Regions from separate parts of the Ovis aries genome. Here region 2 is linked to region 1. Evidence: chromatin contacts called from public Hi-C data. All regions are on one chromosome and are shown on one strand. The core of a region is the stretch at or near the end of the contact, and the rest is flanking DNA. Distances in the headings are between cores, read along the strand shown.

Region 1 (4,900 bases), core at 645-3,144:
ATAACAGAGACCATGGGGTCCCAAAGAGTGGGACACAACTGAGCGATTTTCACTTTTCACTCTTCTTGGAAAAAATTAAACTTCAGCAATGAACAGCCAAGAAATTAAGACTCTCCCAACATAAGTTAACAAAGTATTTTGTTTACTGATCTTATCACTTATATATTTGTCTACATTTCCTATTTCCTATGTATTTCCATGGGGCAGTAACTACAATTCTTTCAAGTCACATTTTACAGTATTGTTGAATATCACTTCCTTTAACAAACTTTACTTCAATAGTTTATAGGCAAAATTGTAAAACTGCTAAACAGACTACTGAAATTTTTATTACGTGTTCTGGTAACCAGATTTGCCATATATGCATAACAAAATATATGTATTTTAATATAAACATAAAAAGTCAACCACACAAAATAAGACTATCCTTTTAGGGTTGTCGGTTTTTTTCCTTAAAATTTCTTTAAAATGCCGTTATTTACAATATTAAATAGATCTAGAACTGTCAAAACAAAAGGGAAATTATGGTTTAATAAAGCAAGCATATGGTTGTTTGTTTTTAAGCAAGCATTTGTTAATCGAAAGTTTTAGGTGAAAGCAAATCACTGCTAGGCAAAATAAAAGTATGAACTGTCAGCTTATTTTCCCTTAAAAAAAAAGTCCAAGCACTTACTTCTCCAACGGCCAGTGGCAGGTTGCAAGCAATGAATATATTCAGTAAGTCTCCTCTCGAAAGCCTTGAGATCTAGGTAAAAAGATTTCAATTTTGAAATTAGCCACTCTTACTAGTCTCAATTTATTACAATGAATTTTAGATACTCTAACTGCTTCAGGTCTTGCATACTGACTTACATGTTTACTTTTTTTTTAATCTGCACTGTTTACTTCTTTACTATGATAGCTTTACGCACTTGACAGAAACACTAGGTTTCTTTAGTTCCAATTTCACATAAAATGGTATGTGGAAAATCAGCAGCAGCCTCAGTCGGCGCTAAAAGCTAGAAATTTGGGGTTGCAAATAAAGAATCAAAATCAAGTAGAGTTTTAACTCTGCTGGAATCAAGAACTCCGTATTAGGATAATGTCTTACCTAGGACCAAAGTCTCGATGCCCTTATGTTTAATTAAGTTACGCTTTCAGTCTGCTCTTACTGGACTTCTGATACAGCTAACGGATGGGTAATGGAAAGACTCTCTCCTTTCCAGCCTCCCAAGAGCTTACAGATGATCTATGTGGCATTTCTGGAGCGCCGACGCCTGGTTCTACAAGACACAGGCGTTCAAGGTGTTCCCTCTGAATGAGCAAGGTAAGGTATCATTTTCAGTTGCGCTTTTCAAACTTTAAAAAGGAGACCAAGAAGCACTCCCTTACCCCGGCAGTTACCAAAAACCAAGGCAGGAATTAGGGATACAACTCTTATCGACTATTAGAAAAAAATAAAGTGAGTTAGCACCCTACAAGGCACAAGTACAACGGTTTGCTAACGAATAAGAAAGAAGTAACCGGGCGAGAAGCTCCCTGGTCCACGCACGGGGAATGGGGGGGAGCTGACGCAGCGCCTCTCCAGCGCCGGCAGAGGCCAGGCGCGCCGGAAGCAGCGCCTGGCCGTGTCCGGCCGCCCCTTGGCCCCTGGGCCGGCCCCCGCGCCCCCAGCTTCGGGCCCCGTCAGTCCATCCTTCGCGGCCTCCTCTCCCGACCAGGTTTCCACGATTCCGGCGCCTCTAGAGCCCCGCGAGCTTCCGGGAGGAATTAAGGAAGGGCCCAGGAAGCGTACCCTACCTTCCGCCTGCTCCAGCGAGTTCATGTCGGGCGGCAGCTCCGGTCACCGGCGCGGCCCCGTCCGCATCTCAGCTCCGCGGTCCCTGCCCGGCTCGCAGCGCCAACTCCCACCTCTAACCGCTTCCCTCCGCCCCTCTTCTTGGCACCTCCCCTTGACTAGACCCGCTACGCTCATTGGACGTTTCCGCCAGACCCTGTAACTAAGACGGTTTTCTACTGGCTAGTTCCCCACGGTCCTCGGGCACTGGCGTTGGACGGTCAGCCAGAGGGACCAAGAGTTGTCGGCGGCTGAGTTGGCGTGACCCTAGCGCCGCCTCCTGCCCTGGGGAGGAACTGCAGCCTGTCCTGTAAAGTTCATTCATTAGTGTGTGTACAATTCCTAGTTTCCTGCTTGGTTCTTTCATTACTTAAATAAGCCTGGCGTGCCGCAGTCCATGGGGTCGCCAAGAGTCGGATACGACTGAGCGACTGAACGTCGACGAACCCTTTAAGTACACATTTCTCCCTTGGTTATTTTTTCTCATGTCATCCAATTTTCATAAATCATAAAATGAGCAAAGTGTTCTGGAACTTATACAAAAAAAAAAAATCTGTAAGGCATTGACTACATTTATATTTGATTAAAACGCTTTCTTGCTCCTTTCCTTGTGGTCACTCATTCATTCAAGAACTATTGCATGTCTGGTAGGCACTGTATTTATGAGGGATGCAGTTTAGCAAGATAGACGAGGTTCCCATCCTCGAAATGAAAGTGTTACAGCAGACAGTAAACACGCATATAGGTCATTAATTTCAGATGAGCTTGGTTCTGTGGAGGAAGTAACAGGGTAATAGGATACAATGAGATAAGAGTGGGAGGTGGGTGGTGGGGCGGGCGGTGATGGGTAATGGGAACTAGTTCTAGGGAAGAGCTATTCAACACATAGGGCGGGGCGTTTGATTTGAGAGCCCCAGGAAGCATCTGGCCATGCAAAGATGGGCGCTAAGAAGCTCCAAGTGGCACTGGGATTTTTTTAACTGTTGGTATTTTATTCACTCAACCTTCAGTTTTCCTTTTCCCCACTTGTCATTGGAATTGACACATTCTTGCCCATTATTTCACTTTGTAGGTTCCTTTACCCTAACACTTCCAGAGCCTTCCTCTGGGACAAACCCTTTACATACATTATCTCATTTAGCGCTGGAACACGATCTTTTTTTAAACTGTGGGTCAAAACCCCTGAGAAGATCATGAAAGACATGCACTGAGCCATAATTGTTATTTTGTAAATATGAACTAAAGTAAAACCTAGAATGTTAGCATCACTAGAAGAATGTGTCATTTCGTGATTTTTTGTTTGTGTGTGTATCACATATGTGCTGTGTTCCGATCATTACGTAAAACATATATGTAACTAAGCGTTCCAATAAAAAAAAGTTTGAAAGCCACCAGTGTAGGTATTAATAGGCTCATTTACAATGAGAAAAATAAAACAAACTTGCCCAGAAGTGTGTGTGTCAGTCACACACTCATGTCACAGATTCATTTTCATCTGTGCACACACACAAAAAACATTGGCCATGCCTTTGAAAGGGTGTACATTTTTATCCTGTTATTGGCACCTGTATGTATGGATCATTAGGACCTGGGGAACAGTGATGGGGGAAGAGAGGAAAACACGGGCTCGTAGTCAGGCTAAAAAATTTTGAACCTGAAGTAATGGGGAGACCGAAGGATATAGATTTGTAGAAACATTGTATCAATGAGATTTGTCAAGAAGATAGTTGACAAATATTTAAGGAATACATGTTTCAGACACTGGGATATAAGCCAAGAGTGCAAAGGTCTCCCTCTAGGGTCTCCTGCCCTGTGTAAAAGAAAGTGCTTAGTGAAAAAACAAAAGAACACTGAAGACCCTGAAAACATCAGTAATAAGATGAAGATCTGCTTCAAAGAGGGATAGCCAATACAATAACTAAAATTTGTTCTATTTTCCTGGAGGTCTGGTGCTACGTCTTTTATAGTTCAGGAGTATGTAAACCTCTTTTAAACCCCACAGCAGCAATATGAACCAAAGGTGTTATCAAATCCATTTAGGGTTGAGTTTAGAAATAGGTAGATGAGTTGATCAGCTCCAAACGCTGTCGCTGGAATTACCCTTGATTCTCTCTCCCTCTCGCTCTCCACATGGTAGATCAGATTCCGTAGCAAATCCTCTTGGCTCTACCATCCACATCGATTTAAAATTTAATCACTTCTCACCACCTCTGCAGCTCCCAGTCTAATCCAAGCCACCGTATAGCCTGGATTTACAGCTGTGGCCTCTCACCAGCCTCCTGTTCCCACCCTTTTGCCAAATAGTGATTTGTAAAATACTAAAAGATTACACGTTGTCCTCAGAAACTTCCAATGGCCCCTTGGAGTGACTACAACAGGGATTTTCCTGCTATCTCCATGGCGACACCTTCTAAAATAATTTTGACACATTGTATGCCTCCTCACATGTTTCAGAAACTACATCTGAGATTTTCATCATGGACTTGAATCCTTGTAAAAGATGTATTTTCTAGTATTGTAAATACTGACATTTGGAAGTAAACTCTTATGTGACTCTTTTAAAGGTATTCGATGGAATCAAAATACCATGGCAATTTGACGTCCACCATCATCCCTTTTAAAACAGATGAATATCTGTTATGAATATGGACATAAAATCCTTTAAAGAATTAGCGAATCAGGTCCAGCAACATATAAAAAAGAGTATACAACAAGGTGAAGTGTCGGTTTGACGTGAGACTTAGAGAATGAATTTATGGTTTACAAGGGAGAAGGGTTAGAGGGAGGGATAGTTAGGGAGTTTGGGATTGAGAAAACACATTGCTATATTTAAAATGGATAACTGACAAGGACCTACTGTATAGTACAGAGTGCTATATACCACTGCTCCATCCGGGAATCCATAGCACAGGGAACTCTGCTCAGTCAAGTTCAATAACCTAAATGTGAAAAGAATTAGAAAAAGAATGAATGAAGTTGCTCAGTCGTGTCTGAGTCTTTGCGGCCCCATGGACTGTATAGCCTACCAGGCTCCTCTGTCCATGGGATTTTCCAGCCAAGAATACTGGAGTGGGTTGCTATTTC
Region 2 (4,774 bases), core at 1,177-3,676, 310 kb before region 1:
CTGACCTCTGCCTCAGAGGTGCCAGAGCAGATTGTTACAAGGAGGTAACAGATACAAACTTTTATCCTTTGTAAAAAAAAAAAAAAAATCAGTTCCCCTCCTCTAAAGCAACCTCAGCTTCCCTGGCTAACCACTGGACTCTGATGGGGACGGCCAGTCACAGACTCTAATTCCTCTTGGCCATAGGGATGGACTTGGTATCCAAGCTGGATCCATCTCCCAATCCTTTGCCTATAAAACATGTGACCCAAACTAAGCCAATCAGGGACCTTCCCTGGAATTTTTTCCTGGATGATGCTGACAGGGAAGAGACCCTTTTCCCAATCAGTCAGGATACAGCTGCTGGAAACTATGTTTTCAGTCATGTAAGAAAAGAAAATGGAGCCCAACACAGAAGGATGAGACAAAGAAAGAGAGTATCAAACCCCTGGCTCCTATTTTTCTTCAGGGAAGCTTTACTCCTCCCTTCCTGGACATGTGACCCACTAATCTTTTTATTCATCTGAAATAATTCAAACTGGGTTTCTATCATTCTTTGACCACAGTTCAGTTCAGTCTCTCAGTCGTGTCCGACTCCTTACGACCCCATGAATTGCAGCACACCAGGCCTCCCTATCCATCACCAGCTCCCGGAGTTCACTCAGACTCAAGTTCATCGAGTCCGTGATGCCATCCAGCCATCTCATCCTCTGTCGTCCCCTTCTCCTCCTGCCCCCAATCCCTCCCAGCATCAGAGTCTTTTCCAATGAGTCAACTCTTCACATGAGGTGGCCAAAGTACTGGAGCTTCAGCTTTAGCATCATTCCTTCCAAAGAAATCCCAGGGTTGATCTCCTTCAGAATGGACTGGTTGGATCTCCTTGCAGTCCAAGGGACTCTCAAGAGTCTTCTCCAACACCACAGTTTAAAAGCATCAATTCTTCGGCACTCAGCCTTCTTCACAGTCCAACTCTCACATCCATACATGACCACAGGAAAAACCATAGCCTTGACTAGATGGACCTTAGTCAGTAAAGTAATGTCTCTGCTTTTGAATATACTATCTAGGTTGGTCATAACTTTTCTTCCAAGGAGTAAGCGTCTCTGACCACAGGACCCTAAATTACAGGTCTACCACTTAACCGTTGCAGTTCAAGTGAAAGCTACACATCTTTCTGGGAGAAGTGATCCAGAGGTCCAAACTCTTAAGTATAAATGACTGATGTCAGTTCCTTTCTTGTGAGTATAGGTTTATCTGGAAACACACAGTGCACTGTAAGCCTAAACATAGAGACAGTCAAGACCCCTTTCATCATATTCACAGATAAAAAGAGCTTATGATTCAGATTCAGAAAACCTGGATTTGAATCCTGGCCCTACCAGTAAGTGGCAACTTACTTCGTTTCTCTGGGCATCCATTTCCTCATGTGTAAAATGGGAATATATTTCTCCTTTTCTACCTTACAAGGTTGTCATGTCAAAAAATATCAACATTATTTTGTCTCTCTTCAGCCATCATCCCTGGGTGCGGTCTCAAACACATCTTAATATTCAGGTAAGTGCCAATGAGCAAAACTGTGAATAACTCATCTCATCAGTAGGGTTCAGCATCTAAGGATAAAGTCAAGGAGAAGCAGGGCTTAAAGCAGGAAAGAGGAGTGGACCTACATTAACCTGATGTAGTGTAGAGCAGTAGTGTTAGTCTGGACCTCTGCTTCGTGGGGATCCAGATTATTTTCATCATTTTTTCAATCTAATTTCTAAATTTTCTTTCATTTCAAAAAATAATAAATATGCAAGAGAAAATTTTCCAAAAATATAGAGAAGCGTAAAACTAAACCAATCACTCCACTCTCAGTCCTAGTCTCCTGAGATAACCACTATTAACAGTTCTTGTGCATCCGTCACAGCATTTTTATCCAGATACCAACGTTTATTTCCATAAATGCATCTTACTGAATACACTCTGCTCCATACTTTGTTGGTATTGTTTTAATTAAGGTCTTGAAGGTCTTTACATATCATTATATAAGTTTGTTTTGTTCTGTTTTAGAGATTAGAATCCTTCCGCTACCAATGTTCTGGGTTTCCTGGGTCTGGCGTCCAGTACAGGATTCAACAAACGTTAAAATGAAGATAGACGCTAGGGAAAGCGGGAGAGAAGGGAGGAGTCAGAAAGGAAGTAAGGCGATAAAAAGATAAGAAAAAGGAGGAAAGGAAGCAGGGGCAAAGAGGAGGGAGAGAGGGAAGGAATCAAGACAGGAAAGGAAGAGATAGGAAAGGAGGCAGACAGAAAAACGGGGATCTCAGAGCGGTGGACCCCGCCCTGGCCCCACCCACGAGCCGGACTCCGCCCCCAGGCCTCAGGGTGCAATGCCACCTCCAGCCGCGAGGGGCCGCCACGCCCAGCCGACCACTCTCTGCGCACGCGGCAGGCCCTCTCTCCCGCTTCCGCGCCGGCCGCTCGCCAACCTGCCGCCGCTCTCCGGCTCCGGCTGGGTCTCGCGCGCTCGGGCGCGGCTGGGTCTATTCGTGAGGGGGCCTCGCGCCGCTGGGCGCACGCCGTCCCCCTGCCTCGCGGCGCGGGGTCTCGCGGGCCCCGCTCCCGCCCTCCGCTCGCCTGGCCCGGACCGGAAGCGGCGCCGCACGGCCTGGGCCTGGCGCGGGGGGCGGGCACCGGGGCCCGATCGGACATGGGCAAGAAGCACAAGAAGCACAAGTCGGACAAACACCTCTACGAGGGTGAGGAGTGGGCCACGTGGGGGGCGGCGAGCCCACTGCCCTTCGGTGGAGTTTTCATGCCTTCGAGACAACTCTCCAGCTTCCGAGGCGGGCCGGGGGTCGCACCTCCCGCGGGCAGGCCTGGGCCCGCGAAGGGGGCGCGGCCCGCCTGAGCCGCGCCGGACCCCCCAGGCGGGGGCGGCGTTCGAACCCGGGACCTCCGGCCGGGGCGGGTCTCCGGTTGGGAGGTGTGAGGCGGGCCGGGGAGCGTTCGGGGCGTCCACTTGGCGAGTGTCCGTCATTCAACAGGTGCGTCGAGGGGCGCCCACTGCGTGCCATTGGCCGCCTCTGCCTGTGCGCCTCAGACTGACTCTCCCTACCCAGTTTTACTCTGCGTTGTGGATACTGCCCGGAGAGGCTCTCCTTTAATCGAGACTCTTTCGTTTCGTTTAAGAGTATGTAGAGAAGCCCCTGAAGCTAGTCCTCAAAGTGGGAGGAAACGAAGTTACCGAGCTCTCCACGGGCAGCTCTGGGCACGACTCCAGCCTCTTTGAAGACAAAAACGATCATGACAAACACAAAGAGAGAAAGCGGAAAAAGAGAAAGAAAGGAGAGAAGCAGATTCCAGGGGAAGAAAAGGGGAGAAAACGGAGACGTGTAAAGGTAAAAGGTCGTTGCGTTGCTTCAGCTTTGAAGGTGGTACTTTTCTGAGCGTTGCCGCCTCCCCCTGCCAACCTCACTTTATTTTTCCTTTGTGTCAAATGAGATGCTGAAACGTCTATAAAATCGGGCTGACTTTGAGGGCAGAATAGAAACATGAGTTATCTATGAGTTTCAACAACTCTTTAATTAGGTCCTTAGTTGTACTCACACATCAGGTGAGTGAACAGCTAAGTCCTCATTTTCAGGAGCTGCTTCAAAGAGTGGTTTTTCCATCTAGGAAAGGTAAAAGTCATGCTCTAGCAAAGCTTAGTGTTCGAGGTTTGGGGAAAACAATCATTTCAAAACTAAATGTGTTGTCACAGAGCACCAGATTTGAGCCCCCTGCGCCATACACCAAATTCCCACTGACTGTCCAAGTTTACGTGTGGTAGTGTAAATGTTTCAGTGTGCTCTCTTAATTCACACTACCCTCTCCTTCCCTTTCTCGGAGCTGGGAGGGAGGTTCAAGAGGGAAGGGATATATGTATACCTGTGGCTGATTGATGTTGATAGGGGGCAGAAACCAACAGAATATTGTAAAGCAATTAACCTCCAATTAAAAATAAATTTTTTAAAAAAGTATATGGGGTCTGCTGCTGCTAAGTCACGTCGGTCGTGTCCGACTCTATGCAGCCACATAGACGGCTTCCCACCAGGCTCCCCCGTCCCTGGGATTCTCTAGGCAAGAACACTGGAGTGGGTTGCCATTTCCTTCTCCAATGCATGAAAGTGAAAAGTGAAAGTGAAGTTGCTCAGTCGTCTCCGACTCTTCTCAATCCCATGGACTGCAGCCTACCAGGCTCCTCTGCCCATGGGATTTCCCAGGCAAGAGTACTGGAGTGGGGTGCCATTGCCTTCTCCAAAATGGGATTCAAATTTTGTTCTGAAATACTGTAATGACAAATACATAATGAACAACTCTTATCTTTCAAGACAAAGTCTGAGTCTGTTGAAGAGATAATTTGATCAGAAACCTTCAAGGGATATGACAGCAGTAGCAAAAATAAGCATTTTCTTAACCATATGCAGTTACTAGAAAGGAAAAAAGAAACTGGCTGCCATCTCTGTTTGTCATCTGGATAAAATAGTAATAATAAACTTTCCTTCCAGGGATGATCACATATGTACCTGGAATTCTCCTCGACTACTTCTGCACTTCCCAAATTTAACCTGTCACCAAGTGACTTATTGAATCATTTACTGGAACTTGAAGCTAAATTTCTGTAGACTTATTTTTATATTTTTCTAATGTTTATATATACAACAGAAATGTTCTAGACCATGTGATTAAACACATTAAGTGAAGTGAGTGAAGTCGCTCAGTCATGTCTGACTCTTAGTGACCCCATGGACTGTAGCCTACCAGGCTCCTC

What was found. A called contact is a pair of places that touch in the nucleus more often than the background predicts.
Region 2: a Hi-C map of tail adipose tissue shows a contact between it and region 1, with 2.8 times the contacts expected there. The contact joins the promoter of BRD7 here to the promoter of CNEP1R1 in region 1. A contact is called at or near these places in 3 of 16 Hi-C or Micro-C datasets (blood and tail adipose tissue).

The regions. Positions count from the first base shown.
Region 1 is chr14:17,983,566-17,988,465 of ARS-UI_Ramb_v3.0, reverse strand. It overlaps CNEP1R1 (CTD nuclear envelope phosphatase 1 regulatory subunit 1), which reads right to left and starts at 1,894. Exons shown (of 6, transcript XM_004014976.5): 1 at 1,780-1,894; 2 at 674-745. The coding sequence starts at 1,804.
Region 2 is chr14:18,290,396-18,295,169 of ARS-UI_Ramb_v3.0, reverse strand. It overlaps BRD7 (bromodomain containing 7), which reads left to right and starts at 2,426. Exons shown (of 16, transcript XM_060397931.1): 1 at 2,426-2,720; 2 at 3,154-3,362. The coding sequence starts at 2,672.